2 separate regions of the Ovis aries genome follow, and region 1 is linked to region 2. A link is a contact called in public Hi-C data. All regions are on one chromosome and are shown on one strand. Each heading gives the region's core, a stretch centred on a gene start, on an enhancer-like site or on the middle of the called end of the contact. The rest is flanking DNA. Distances are from core to core; before and after follow the strand shown. Region 1 holds the start of LOC121819029. Region 2 overlaps MACF1 (microtubule actin crosslinking factor 1).

Region 1 (5,605 bases), core at 2,049-4,548, 66 kb before region 2:
GACCGAGGAGGGTTTCGGGCCCCTGTGACCTTAAAGACCTTCATCCTTAAGGGATAAGGGACACTTATCTTGAGAAGTCACTTCTTATCTGTGATACAGGATGTTCATACAGTCTGTGGTCCCTGCATCACCAGATGGACACAGAACCTCAAAGACACGCTAGACTTCTGAGCTGACTCCAGGTCACCTAGTTTTTCTTCCTAGGCCCTAACTGTGTAGTCTGGTCGTGTCTGCTCTCGGGGAAGCTGGGACAGGATGTAGAGCCTGACTGCCCAGAAAGCACCGCACACCAGTGCGATTCTCATACTGAACAGCCCAAGAATCACACTGCTGTTGATTTGGTCAAACTATAGACCATGGTCCAGAGGTCTCTTCTACCAATCTCTTCTTGGAGGCTCCTCACAGAGTTGTCCAGAGCCTTCCTGTTCCAAAAGTACCACAGTCACCTACGGGACATTATCTTGAACTGACTTCTGCTAAATGTGAGCTCCTTCACATTTTATATTCCAAACTTTCCGAAAACCTCGCTCTAAATTCTGAGCATGTATCCTAAATCATCACGACGCCTCCACAACTTCAGGAATATCAAAAGAGTGATCAGTTCAGCCGCTGGTTCTGCCGCAATTACTCTACATCCGTTCTGTACCAAGGTAAAAGCTGACTTTGACGTTCCCTCTTATCCAATGAAACTCAGATACACCCCACCCCAGCAGCCTCACTGCCTCCCTCCCCACCTTAATACACACACACCCACTTTTATATGAAAAGCCCAAGGCTTTTATAATAATATTATAAATTTATAATAAATATTTTTCAATGACCATTTTTTCCTCCAACTGTTCTCCAACTGTTTCCTCCAACTGTCCAAACTCTATAATAACAAAGGGCACTGAAATGGGCCTATCCGTGGGGGAAATTCATCACCCAAACAGGCAATTTAATCACAGGTCACCTTAAATTTGCATCTCTCCCCAGTGTCCTGCTGTTGGTGAGAAGCAGAGCATGAGCAGGTGGGACCCTGTCTGCTCCGCAGGCACCAGGGCACCTGACCACAGCCCAACATGGAAAATGCCCGGCTCCATCTTCTACCTCTGGCCCCCTAAAGTTTTTTTCTTCTGCTGCAGAGACCAATATGCCAACAAAAGTTCTTCAGTCACTGATAATTATAACTTCAGCCACCTACACATTCACCTCATATGTGCCAGACCAAACCCTGCACCACCTGGGGTTTTCCCTCCTCTCTCTGTTCAGAGCTCTTAAATTCTCACCTGCTCCTTGACTCCTAAAAACATTCACAGCACCCACCACCTATCACTACCACCACCTCCACTTATGTCTGAATACGTATCTCACAAACAAAAACATGTTAGGGACATAAACAAGTCTAATCAGAAAACTCTTTCTAACCTTGAACCTTCAGACTGCTCTAAACCTCTCTATCTGCCCCCTCAAGCTCTGGGCTAATCTCTAACCTATGTCCCTCTCCTCCAGTGCTGGAATTAGGAACCAGTAGAGGACTAGCCGCTCCACCTCAGGAATGGGTGTTGTCGTTAGCAGTGTCCCCTGGGGGGAAAGATTACATCAGCTCCAGGAAGGACACCATTCTCCAGGGAGAAGAGCAGTCACACTCACACAGAAGACAGGGCCTCCCCCGACCCCTTCCACCTCACTTCAAAGAGTCAGCCAGCTTCCCCATCACCTCGGTGTGTACCACAATTTCCCACAGCATGGAAGCTGATAAATAGACCTGCTGAGAGTGAAGTATTACCTAGCCCTGCACCTTGAGAGATAACCCCACCAGATAGCTGGAGCAATTATGCGGCATGATCACCCAGAGTCAGGGAGTCCCCAGAGACAAGAAGCTGGTTTCAAGCATCAAGGGGCAGACCTGAAACAGATTCTGCTTGCCGAGCGTAGCAGGGGCTAACTCCCGGTATCCGACTGACAGGTAAAGTGTAAGAAGCAGCACCGCGCTCCTCACTGCTCGCTGCACTCCACTTCTGTAAGTTTGAGGCCAGTAATGCAAACCGCCGCTTGACTATCCCTTAAGCATGCCCACCCGTCAACTCTAGACCCCATGAGGGGGTGTGGCTTGCCTCCAAAGAAAGGGTGCCATCCTCTTCTGAGAAGGACGTGGAGCTCTTTTCAGGCTCCGGGTCTTTAGGCTGGATTCCAAGTAAGTGGGGCCCGTCGCTGCCATAGCCGGAGGAGGACGGCAAGATGCTCAGAGTCGGGCCACTGATGGATACGTCGCTCTGAGAAGTAGGCAGTCTGGGCACCTGGAGGGGCACTCGACCCACACAGGCAGGCTCTGTGCAGCTCTGGCCTCTCAGCTGGTCTGGCAGTGATGAAGAAGCGGAATGTTCCACAGTCCAGGGACCTGTCTGAGGGGCACTTAAGATGCCCTTGGTTCCTCCACCAACACTCCAGCCAGCAGAAAGACTGTCTGTGTCGGCGGGGTGGTCTGTCCTGGGGGAAGCGCTGCTCCTAATTCCGAGTGGAGCGGCTCCTTTCTCCACTGCAGTCCCCCTGTGCAAAGGCAGCAGCACGGCCCTGCTGCTGCAGGAGGCTGTCCTCGGAAATTCCACCAGTTGGCTCACTGACTTCTCGCAGTTCCTTTCTGCCGGGTTATCGAGCAGGTGAGCGATGACAGTCGTCCCCTCTTCCAGGGAATCCCAGACCCCTCCGGCAACTGATGACTCATTCTCCAACAAAAGCTGAGCGGTCTGGATCTCCCCCTGGAACCTCTCCTTCACCTGAACGATCATGCCCTGGGCTCCCAGCCCTGAACTGGGGGCTGAGTCCCTGGGCAGTAACACGTTCGCGGGTGGTGGTGGCTCAGCCCCTCCCACTCCTTCCCCCTTCTGGAGACTCACTGTTAACTTCGTCAGGGTTCCAGTCTCTTCGAGGGCTCCAGTTCCCTGCAAGGGTTCTTCCTCACGGGGTGCTGCTGGAGTAGGGGTTTTCTTCCCCTTCCACTTCCTTTTGAACCGAACCCTTTTCTTAGGAGATATGGGAGCCTTCTCGGGAACGGCTATTGAATCTTTCGGCTCCTTAACACAGCCCAGCGAATTTCCCATTGCTTTCCTCTCCTAATCTCTGCAAAAACGCAGCTAAGCCAGTCCTGGGATCCCAGAGAAATCCCAACCTCGGCTTCATCGGATTAGATGTACATTCAAAAACATGCACTATGCCGGCAACCCCTCCAATTCTTCCTCCCTCCCTCCCCGCCTCTCTCTGTCTCCCAGCCGCTGCCGATTCAGACAGCCATCTTACAGGCTCAGAGCTGCAACAAGACAAATTCAAAGCATCTCACTGCAGTTCAGAAATCACTTGACCTAAAAGCAGACAGAAACCGGATTGGCTACAGCTTCCTCTCTCCAAATATGAGGTAATTGGAGCACGGCCCTCAGAAACACAAACAGAAAGCAAAAAGGGGCTAGAAACCAGGGGAGGGGAGGAATTAGGGAGGGCGGGAAGGAGGGAGGGAATGTAAGAGTAAATGGAAAAGGGAGGGGGAAAGAAGAGAGGCCCTGGGAGAAGGTAACGTGAAGAAAGGAGGAGGAGAAAGAGGGGGAAAGCGAACCAGCCGCTGGTACCAACCAGGAAGGGAAGGGCCGAGGAGAACCAGGGCCGGGGAGAACCAAGGCCGAGAAGAACCAGGGCCAAGGACTATGGCCCCCAAACTGTGAAGGGAGCTAGATTTCAATAGCTGCACTGACATGTCCAAAAGAAAATATCTAACAGGATTAACATATTCTCGGAATTTTCAGGTCAAGAAACAATAAAATGATAACCTGGAGACCAGAGCCTAATCTTCATAGGAAAAAGATCTCGACTTTTGCAGCATTTCTTTCCCTCCTTTTCAGAGAGAGAGAAAGACAGACATCTGTTAATTCTGCTGGCCGGTGACACACAGAGGGAACACCCGGAAATCAGTGTTGAGTACAGTATTAAGGATGTTGGGTAAAAAGGATACCACTTACAAACACAACAGAGAAGCAGTGTTTCTGCTGAACAATACTTGACATGACCGTTCAACAGTGATTGCTGCTGCTGCTGCTGCTGCTGCTGCTGCTGACAGCTAGCGCAGTTTTAGCATTTTGTCATGGACCACGCCCTGTGCTAAGCTATGGATTATCTCATTCAATTCCCACAGTAACCAAATGAAGTCAAAACTATCATTTTACACTTTACAGGTACAGAAACTAAGGGTCAAGGAAAATGGATTTATTTGCTCAAGGCTACAGTCAGAACATGGACGCCTGTTTAAGACTTTGAACTTGAACCCCAAGTTACACTGCTTTCTACTTGCAGCGGGGATGCAAGTCTGTATTCAGTTAAGTAAAACAGGAAGATACTCCACTGTTTTGAATTGGCAACTAGACTCACAAAGACCAAGAACTCAAATGAAAAGATAACTTGCTATTTGGGAGTGAGAGAGGAAGTTGCTAAAATGAGGCCCAGATGGTTTTTACTCAAACTGCAGCAGGGCAGGAAGTCTGAATTAAAGGCCTGAAAAGTTGGATTCAAAAACTACCCTGTTGTGCCAGTGGGGCTTGCCCACCTTTTTTTTTTTTTTTTTTTTAAAGTATACACGTGACAGATAACAGCACAGTCCAAAGGGCTCCAAATGGAGTGGAAGGACAGAGGCTACACATGTTTTCTCCCAGTTGAAGTTATTTATTCTATACCAGTAGGATCCAGACCATTCTGCAGAGAGAAATAGCTGGCCTGGCTCTAAGTAAGCCTACCCACCTCTCCTGGAGACCTGAAAAATGCCCGACATGAAGGAAAGCATGAGAAGCCCTGAAGTCACAGCTCCTACACAGTGCTTGATGCCGTATTGATGCTAGAGTGCCGGACCTCTGCAGGTGGTATTCTTTCTCCCTTCTACCCTAGGCCTTTCCCAAGGCTGACTGCGAAGCTGCAGCACCACCTTCAGTTCAGTTCAGTTCAGTTGCTCAGTCATGTCCGACTCTTTGAGACCCCATGAATCGCAGCATGCCAGGCCTCCCTGTCCATCACCATCTCCTTATGACCATGATAAACCACAGCAAGAAACAGGACCAGGAGGTTAGCAGGGGAGAGAAACTCCATTAGACTCCAGGAAATCACCTAATCAGCAAAAACTCTGACATTACAATATAACTCTCCAGGCAGGCATCAGACCTTCACTCCTCCAATGAAGAGTGCTTGAACTAAGGGACTTCACAGATGCACACCCCAAGGCCCAAGCTTAAATTCTGTTCCTGTTCAGTACAGTTCAGTCACTCAGTCATGTCTGACTCTGCGACACCATGGCCTGCAGCACACCAGGCCTCCCTATCCATCACTAACTCCTGAAGTTTACTCAAACTCATGTCCATTGAGTCAGTGATGCCATCCAACCATCTCTTCCTCTGTTGTCCCTTTCTCCTCCTGCCCTCAATCTTTGCCAGCATGAGGGTCTTTTCAAATGAGTCAGTTCTTCGCATCAGGTGGCCAAAGTATTGGAGTTTCAGCTTCAGCATCAGTCCTTCCAATGAATATTCAGGTCTAATTTCCATTAGGATGGACTGGTTGGATCTCCCTGCAATCCAAGGGACTCTCAAAGTCTTCCCAC
Region 2 (6,368 bases), core at 821-3,320:
TGGGTTGCCATTTCCTCCTCCAGGGCATCTTCCTGACCCAGAGACCAAACCCACACCTCTTGCATCTCCAGCACTGGCAGGCAAATTCTTTACCACAGAGCCACATGGGACCTAGCAAAGCATCAAATCATCTTCACTGGCCAATGCAAGGAGGTAAGCCAAGGTATTTAACAGCTCTAAACCACCAACTCAATGAATAAAACAAAATGGGCTTCAATGGCCCTGCTTCCAAAAGGAATATGTAAGTGTAAGAGTATTAGTCAACCTTAATATCCATATCACCATTTTAAATAATCCTTCTCTTTGGGGTTCTGTTTTCCCCAGCAAAGTAAAAATAATAAGATCTAGCTATTAAACTTTCTCCAGGATACTCTGAGAGTCAGTATCTCAAATAAATGGAAAAATGTGACTTAAGAAGAAGAAGCCCTGTCTACAGGGGCTGTTTCTGAATTTTGCCAAGGTTGTTATTTTTGTCCAGAAATATCTGTGATTCCAAGTAAATGCACATTTAAAGAGAGTTAGCATCTTACTTGTATCCCACCTAAATGCAATTTTAAAAATACTTTTCCAAATAAAAACAAAACAATGGTCTCAATGGGAAATGTCTTTTAGTGTGGTCTGGCTATGAACGTGTGATCGACTTGTTTTCCTGAGATATCAGAAAATCAAGAATGCAGAAGTAGAATAGACAAGCAACTGACTGAGGGCTCGGGAGCTCAACTAAGATATAACCGGGCAGGCATGAAAATGCCAGTAGGCAGCAGCATTCAAGGCTCAGAAGAGTCTAGGCCAAGATAAAAGGCAGGTCAGAGAGACCAACTTAAACTACTTATCCATGGAAACCAAACTTTGCACACAAACAAAGAGCTAATTTTAGATCTCTGTGAGACAGTTGACCACATCCCGGCGGTAGCTCTAAGTGAAAAAGAGGTAGAACTTGCCCCCTGAAGATAAAGACAGACTTGCTAGCTTCTTTCCACTTATGAATCCCTGGAGCCTGCTCTGAACTCTAATTCAACACAAGAATCATTTTAGTCTTTCTCAGGAGAATCTACCATCAGGCTCTGCTTACCTTCTAATAACCTTCTGCTCTCATGACCCTTTACCAGGGTCCAAGGATCAAAGTCAAATGAGACATGGCTAACAGGATCTCCTCTGATAGTATCGCTTCATAACGATGTGACCTGGGGAAGCCACGAATGTTCCTGAACTTGGGTCCCTAATACTTATAATATGTATATAAATACTTGTTTCTCACCATTGGTCACAAGATTAAATAAGGAATATATGTAAAGTACATGGGTACATATCAGATGATTTAATGGACAATTTTCTTCCCCTATTTCTTGTCATTGTCTTTAAAAACTGCTCTTCAAATCTTACTCATAAAATCAATTCCATCTCAGGACTTCCCTGGAGATCCAGTGGTTAAGACTCCCTGCTTCCAACTCAAGGGGTCTCAGGGGGTGCTGGTTATTATTATTATTTTTTAATCAATTCCATGTCAACCATTGGAATAATCTGCTCTTCAAATAATTAATGTTCCACAAAGTTCACGTCTTTCGTTTCTGCTCTAAAAATAAAAAAAGTACTCTAAACAATCAAGATAAGGAATCTGATTGGTCTATCATGGGATTAGCTGGCTCTCTCCTTTAGAGTTTAATACCCCAGTGACCCCTACTGGACAAAAATAGATACAGATGACTAAATTTTACAACTAAGACAAAGAGACTCTGTGATTGCTTGATTCTAGTGAAATCCTCACACACAGAACTTTTATTATACAAGCTCAAGCTTGCCTCAAAACCCATATAACCCTTCTATGTTATACACACACAACATAGAGGACAACAACGCTAAGTGCAGTCAGCTGGTTCCTTTCACGGGAGACACCATCACCACAGTTTGGCTGGCTTACTGACTACCAAAACTGGATGCTCAGTATTCAGAGCTTTCTGATGAGTCCTTATAGAGAAAAGAGCAAGCAGAGAAGGAACAGTCACTGGCACACAACCCCTACCCCACACTACCCTGCAATTTTTCCATTCCCTGAGCTGACTCACTCTCAGCTCAGCCCAGACTCCCTGTCCACAGCCAGGGCCACTGTGTGCGGCTGGTGAGTAATGCATCCTCCCAGCTGCCTCTGACTTAACGAGTAATAAAAGGAAATGTGGGTAACAGTTTTAATGGAAGAGAACACACACCCCATCCAGGAAACAAGCATAGTTCCTCTCAACTCCCTGCAGAGTCTCAGAGCTACAGTGAATTCTCTCCAATGACAGCCAGATGGCAATGAAGAAGCAGGCAAAGGCAGAAACACCAACGAGCACATCTAAAATCTGGGGGCCACAGTCTCTATTCTGGATGAAACCGAGAGTAATGGACATGGAGCAGAGCCCAGCCCAGCCTCCTGGTCAGCTCTGGTTCGTTCCACCATAAGACTGCTTCTCTAGCAACAGCGCTGCCCAATGGAGACTGCAAGCCAGCCCCAGCATCAGACCATCTGCTATCCTGCAGCCTTATATTATGAGGCAAAGCACTGATGAAAACCAAATCTGAGGAAGAGGGAGCCTCTTAAGTAAGTATCTGCCCATCCACCCTCAGGTGCCCAAAGTGGGGACTGAGGAAACAAATGGCTTCTGGCTGTTTCGATTAGTGACTGGCATTCTTGATATTCAACAAATCCTTAAAAAAAAAAAAACAATAGTTACTGTTCAGCTTTCTCCCAATAGATACTCTTAGAGCTTCTAGCCCATCAGAAGTGATCATCAACAGAGCTATCTCAAACATTTTAGAAATGACTGCCAAGAGCTAAATAACTCAGGGAAATTCTGGAGCACCTTTGACACAATTTACCTTAAGGATATTTCAATAATCCTTGACATATATTCAAACAGCAAAACTTTAACCAGGACTCAGCTAGACTGGGTTGCCCCCTACTATATGCACTCTACTACTGAAGAAGAAAAATAATCACCCCACATACATCATAATCACTCATTTTTAAAGAATTTTTCTTGAAATCACAGCGTTTTTCACTTCAGTTGCTAATATCCTTCTCACCAGTAATCCATGGTTTCCTAAGGCCTTGGGAAAAACTATTACACAACTCAGTTTTTCACAAAATTCAAAATAAATATTCAATATCCCGATTTGTCAAAAACAAAAATCAGAAAGAACTTACCTATGACAAAATTATGTAATTACTAAGACCAAAAGAAATGTATAAAAATTTTCAACAAGAATGAAACAGAAGGCTTTCCTGGTGGCTCAGTGTGAAGAGTCCGCCTGCCAATGCAGGAGACACAGGTTCATTCCCTGGTCCGGGAGGATCCCACGCGCCTCAGAGCAACTAAGCCCGAGTGCCACAACTGCAGAGTAGCCCCTGCTCTCTGAAACCAGAGATAAAGCCCAAGCAGCAACAGCCATAAGAAAGAGATAAAATTTAAAAAAAAAAAAAAGAATGAAACAGAAAGTGCCCTCTGATTAACTCTGAATTAACCAGAATATTTAATTAAGCATGTATCCGATTTTATCAGTACATCCAGCAGCTTGAGAGCTAGACAATGAAGCGACAGTTCCATTTCTCTAGCTTATTATGACTCTAGCACCATTTAATCACACTGGATCCATTTATTTATTCATAAATGAGTTGATATTCTAGATCTCTAAATTCTTTCCCAGCTCTAAAATTCTGCGGTTCTGTGAAATATTTAGTTGCCTAGGTTCTATATTAACTATTAGCAACAACAGAAATTTTATAAACCAGTCTGGAATTTAAAATATCAACAGAAATTTGATAAACTAGAGAGTAGAAAGATAAATGGTCACTAAATTTCAGCTTTCTCTTTCTGCTAAGTGCCTTCAGGGGGCTGGGAACACGGCAACGGGTGCTGCAAGACTCCAGAAAGGATCAGGAATTGGAAGCACTCGGTACCCTGGAAGGCCTGGTGGTGGGGGAGAGATGCAGGGTGAGGTGGGACACTGACTGGCTGAATGTCTTCAGGCTCACCTGAGGTCAGAAGTGAGGTACCTCACCGAAAACAGGAGCATTAAGTGAAATTTGACATAATGAACAACACAACCCTCCCCGGTGCCCTATTGCCCTGCTTGGCAACCCCAGAGCTCTGGCTGCCAGGCTAAAGAGGCCCTAGATAAGGAGACTGGCCAGGGGAAATGGACTTTCCCTACCCGGTCAATCATGACTGCACACCAGGCAACAAGCCCCACCAATCAGCTTTTTAGGGGCTAACTCTTAATTATGAAGACCACCAAGAAACTTCAGACATAAGAGAGTCTCCAACATGAAAGACAGAGACCATATGAGCAAACAGAAGGAGCTTGAAACAAACACAGACGACACTGGAAGCAGAGGAAGACACTGAAGGGAGGCGGTAATTACTATTTTCAGAGCCTTAAAAGGCAATATCGCCAAAAACAAGAACAAGCATATAAAAATGCAATACGCAGAGAACAGGGGGAAATGCTTAGAAACACAAATTATGAGAGCAAAAATAAATACTTCCAGGAAGAGCTGGAAGGTGGAGCTGAAGATCTTCACCATAAATCGCAACAAAAATAGAGACAGAAAATATAGAGTGAGGGGGAGAGGACAGAAAATCAACAGTGGAGTCCAGTATCCAACTAACTGAAGTACCAGAAGGAGAAAATGGAAGAGAGGAAATTATAAAGAACTAATAAATGAAAGAGGTGTTTTCAAATAAAGAAGACCCACAGAGAACCTAACTCAGTAAGTAAAAATGATCCTCATCAGTACACATCTTCATCATATTTCAGAATATCAGAGATAAAAATAAAATCCTAAGAGCTATCAAAAAGAAAACAGATCACAAACAAAGGTCAGGAACCAGAGTGCCACTGGACTTCTCAAGAGCAACACTGAAAGCCAGTCATTTGTAACCTAGCACTCTACACCCTCCATTAAATGAAAAGGAGAATAAAGACGTTTTCAAATAAGCAAATCTCAAAAATATGAATCTCTCAAGGGTCCTTTCTCAGGAAGCTACTCTACGATATATTCCAATGAAGAGATGCAGTAAACCAAGAAAGATGAACGCAGGAGATCCAGGAAACATGGTAGCCCATATAGAAGAGAGGCAAAGGAACTCCCCAGTCTGATGGCAAAGGGGAGACTCAGGGCTGAGCTTTACAAAAAGCTGAAGCAGGAAAACAGAAAACTCTTCGTGGGGTCGAGGGGGGGGGGTGTCTCCAAAGGAAATAATGAACCAAAAGATTATGTGATATGTTCCAACACACAGAGTTGCCTTACACTCCCATAGGAGAGCATGGAGATAGGTACATAGAATGGTAAACAAATGATAACATAGGACAATTGCTAATCCCAGGAAAAAATTTTAAAAATTGGTCAAGAAAGTAAATATAATTGTAGAATACTATGTGCCACAGCTTTAAGCAACTTTATATGATCATAACCATCTAAACACTGAGCACCTAGCAATGGAAATAATACATGACAACAGAAACCAGGGAAAGAGCAGGGATGAAAAAACTAAACCCAAACTTCCTAGAGTAGAACATCAACAGATAATGTCTAAAACTGAAAATTCAAGTCACTAGTACAAGAGTATATTTAATAAGTGTAGTGGAAGATGGAGAAGGCGATGGCACCCCACTCCAGTACTCTTGCCTGGAAAATCCCATGGATGGAGGAGCCTGATAGGCTGCAGTCCATGGGGTCTCGAAGAGTCGGACTCGACTGAGCGACTTCCCTTTCACTTTTCACTTTCCTGCATTGGAGAAGGAAACGGCAACCCTCTCCAGTGTTCTTGCTTGGAAAATCCCAGGGACTGCGGAGCCTGGTGGGCTGCCAGCCGTGGGGTCGCACAGAGTCGGACACGACTGAAGTGACTTAGCAGCAGCAGCAGCAGCGGAAAATACTAAAAGAAACAGCTAAATGACTTGGAAGTAGTTCTCACAGGTACGAAGGGATAGAACAGGAAATGACTTTTGTTAGAAACTTCATAGTACTAGTAATGTTTGACCTTTTAAAATAAGAACAAATATAATTTTGATAAAAACAATTTCATAGAAAGTTAAGCTGGATTACAAGAGGTCTTAAGTGACAAGATAAGTTTGGATTTTATTCTATAGTTGATAATGAACCCTTAAAGGAGTCCTTTTCCACCCCCACGAAAAAAATCAGAGATGTTTGGAACCCCAGCTCCCATGTGGATTCCTTTAACATTCTGGTTAACTGACATGTTAGAATAGTTCTTGCTTACCACTGCTCAACCTCATGATTAAAGGCCTTGAGCTCATAACCAAAGGAAGAGAGGACCTGAATACATTAAGGGATGGATACACAAAGAACACGTTCAGGACAAGAC

Evidence for each region. Hi-C and Micro-C count contacts between places; a contact is called where the count stands out from the background.
Region 1: a Hi-C map of mesenteric adipose tissue shows a contact between it and region 2, with 1.9 times the contacts expected there. The contact joins the promoter of LOC121819029 here to the enhancer-like site in region 2. A contact is called at or near these places in 12 of 16 Hi-C or Micro-C datasets (blood, hypothalamus, liver and 6 more).

Annotation. Positions count from the first base shown.
Region 1 is chr1:13,941,981-13,947,585 of ARS-UI_Ramb_v3.0, reverse strand. It overlaps LOC121819029, which reads right to left and starts at 3,298. Exons shown (of 1, transcript XM_042245990.2): 1 at 1-3,298. The coding sequence starts at 3,080. The coding sequence ends at 2,046. The region is part of intron 5 of MACF1 (microtubule actin crosslinking factor 1); the gene reads right to left.
Region 2 is chr1:13,874,208-13,880,575 of ARS-UI_Ramb_v3.0, reverse strand. The region is part of intron 1 of MACF1 (microtubule actin crosslinking factor 1); the gene reads right to left. Among named protein-coding and RNA genes, the nearest start is that of TRNAR-GCG, 26 kb to the left of the region's middle. Within about 2 kb of position 2,070, at least 43 of the 54 cell types and tissues checked have an H3K27ac peak or open chromatin away from gene starts, as enhancers often do. A contact at or near this core is called in hypothalamus, liver and tail adipose tissue, where this site is marked.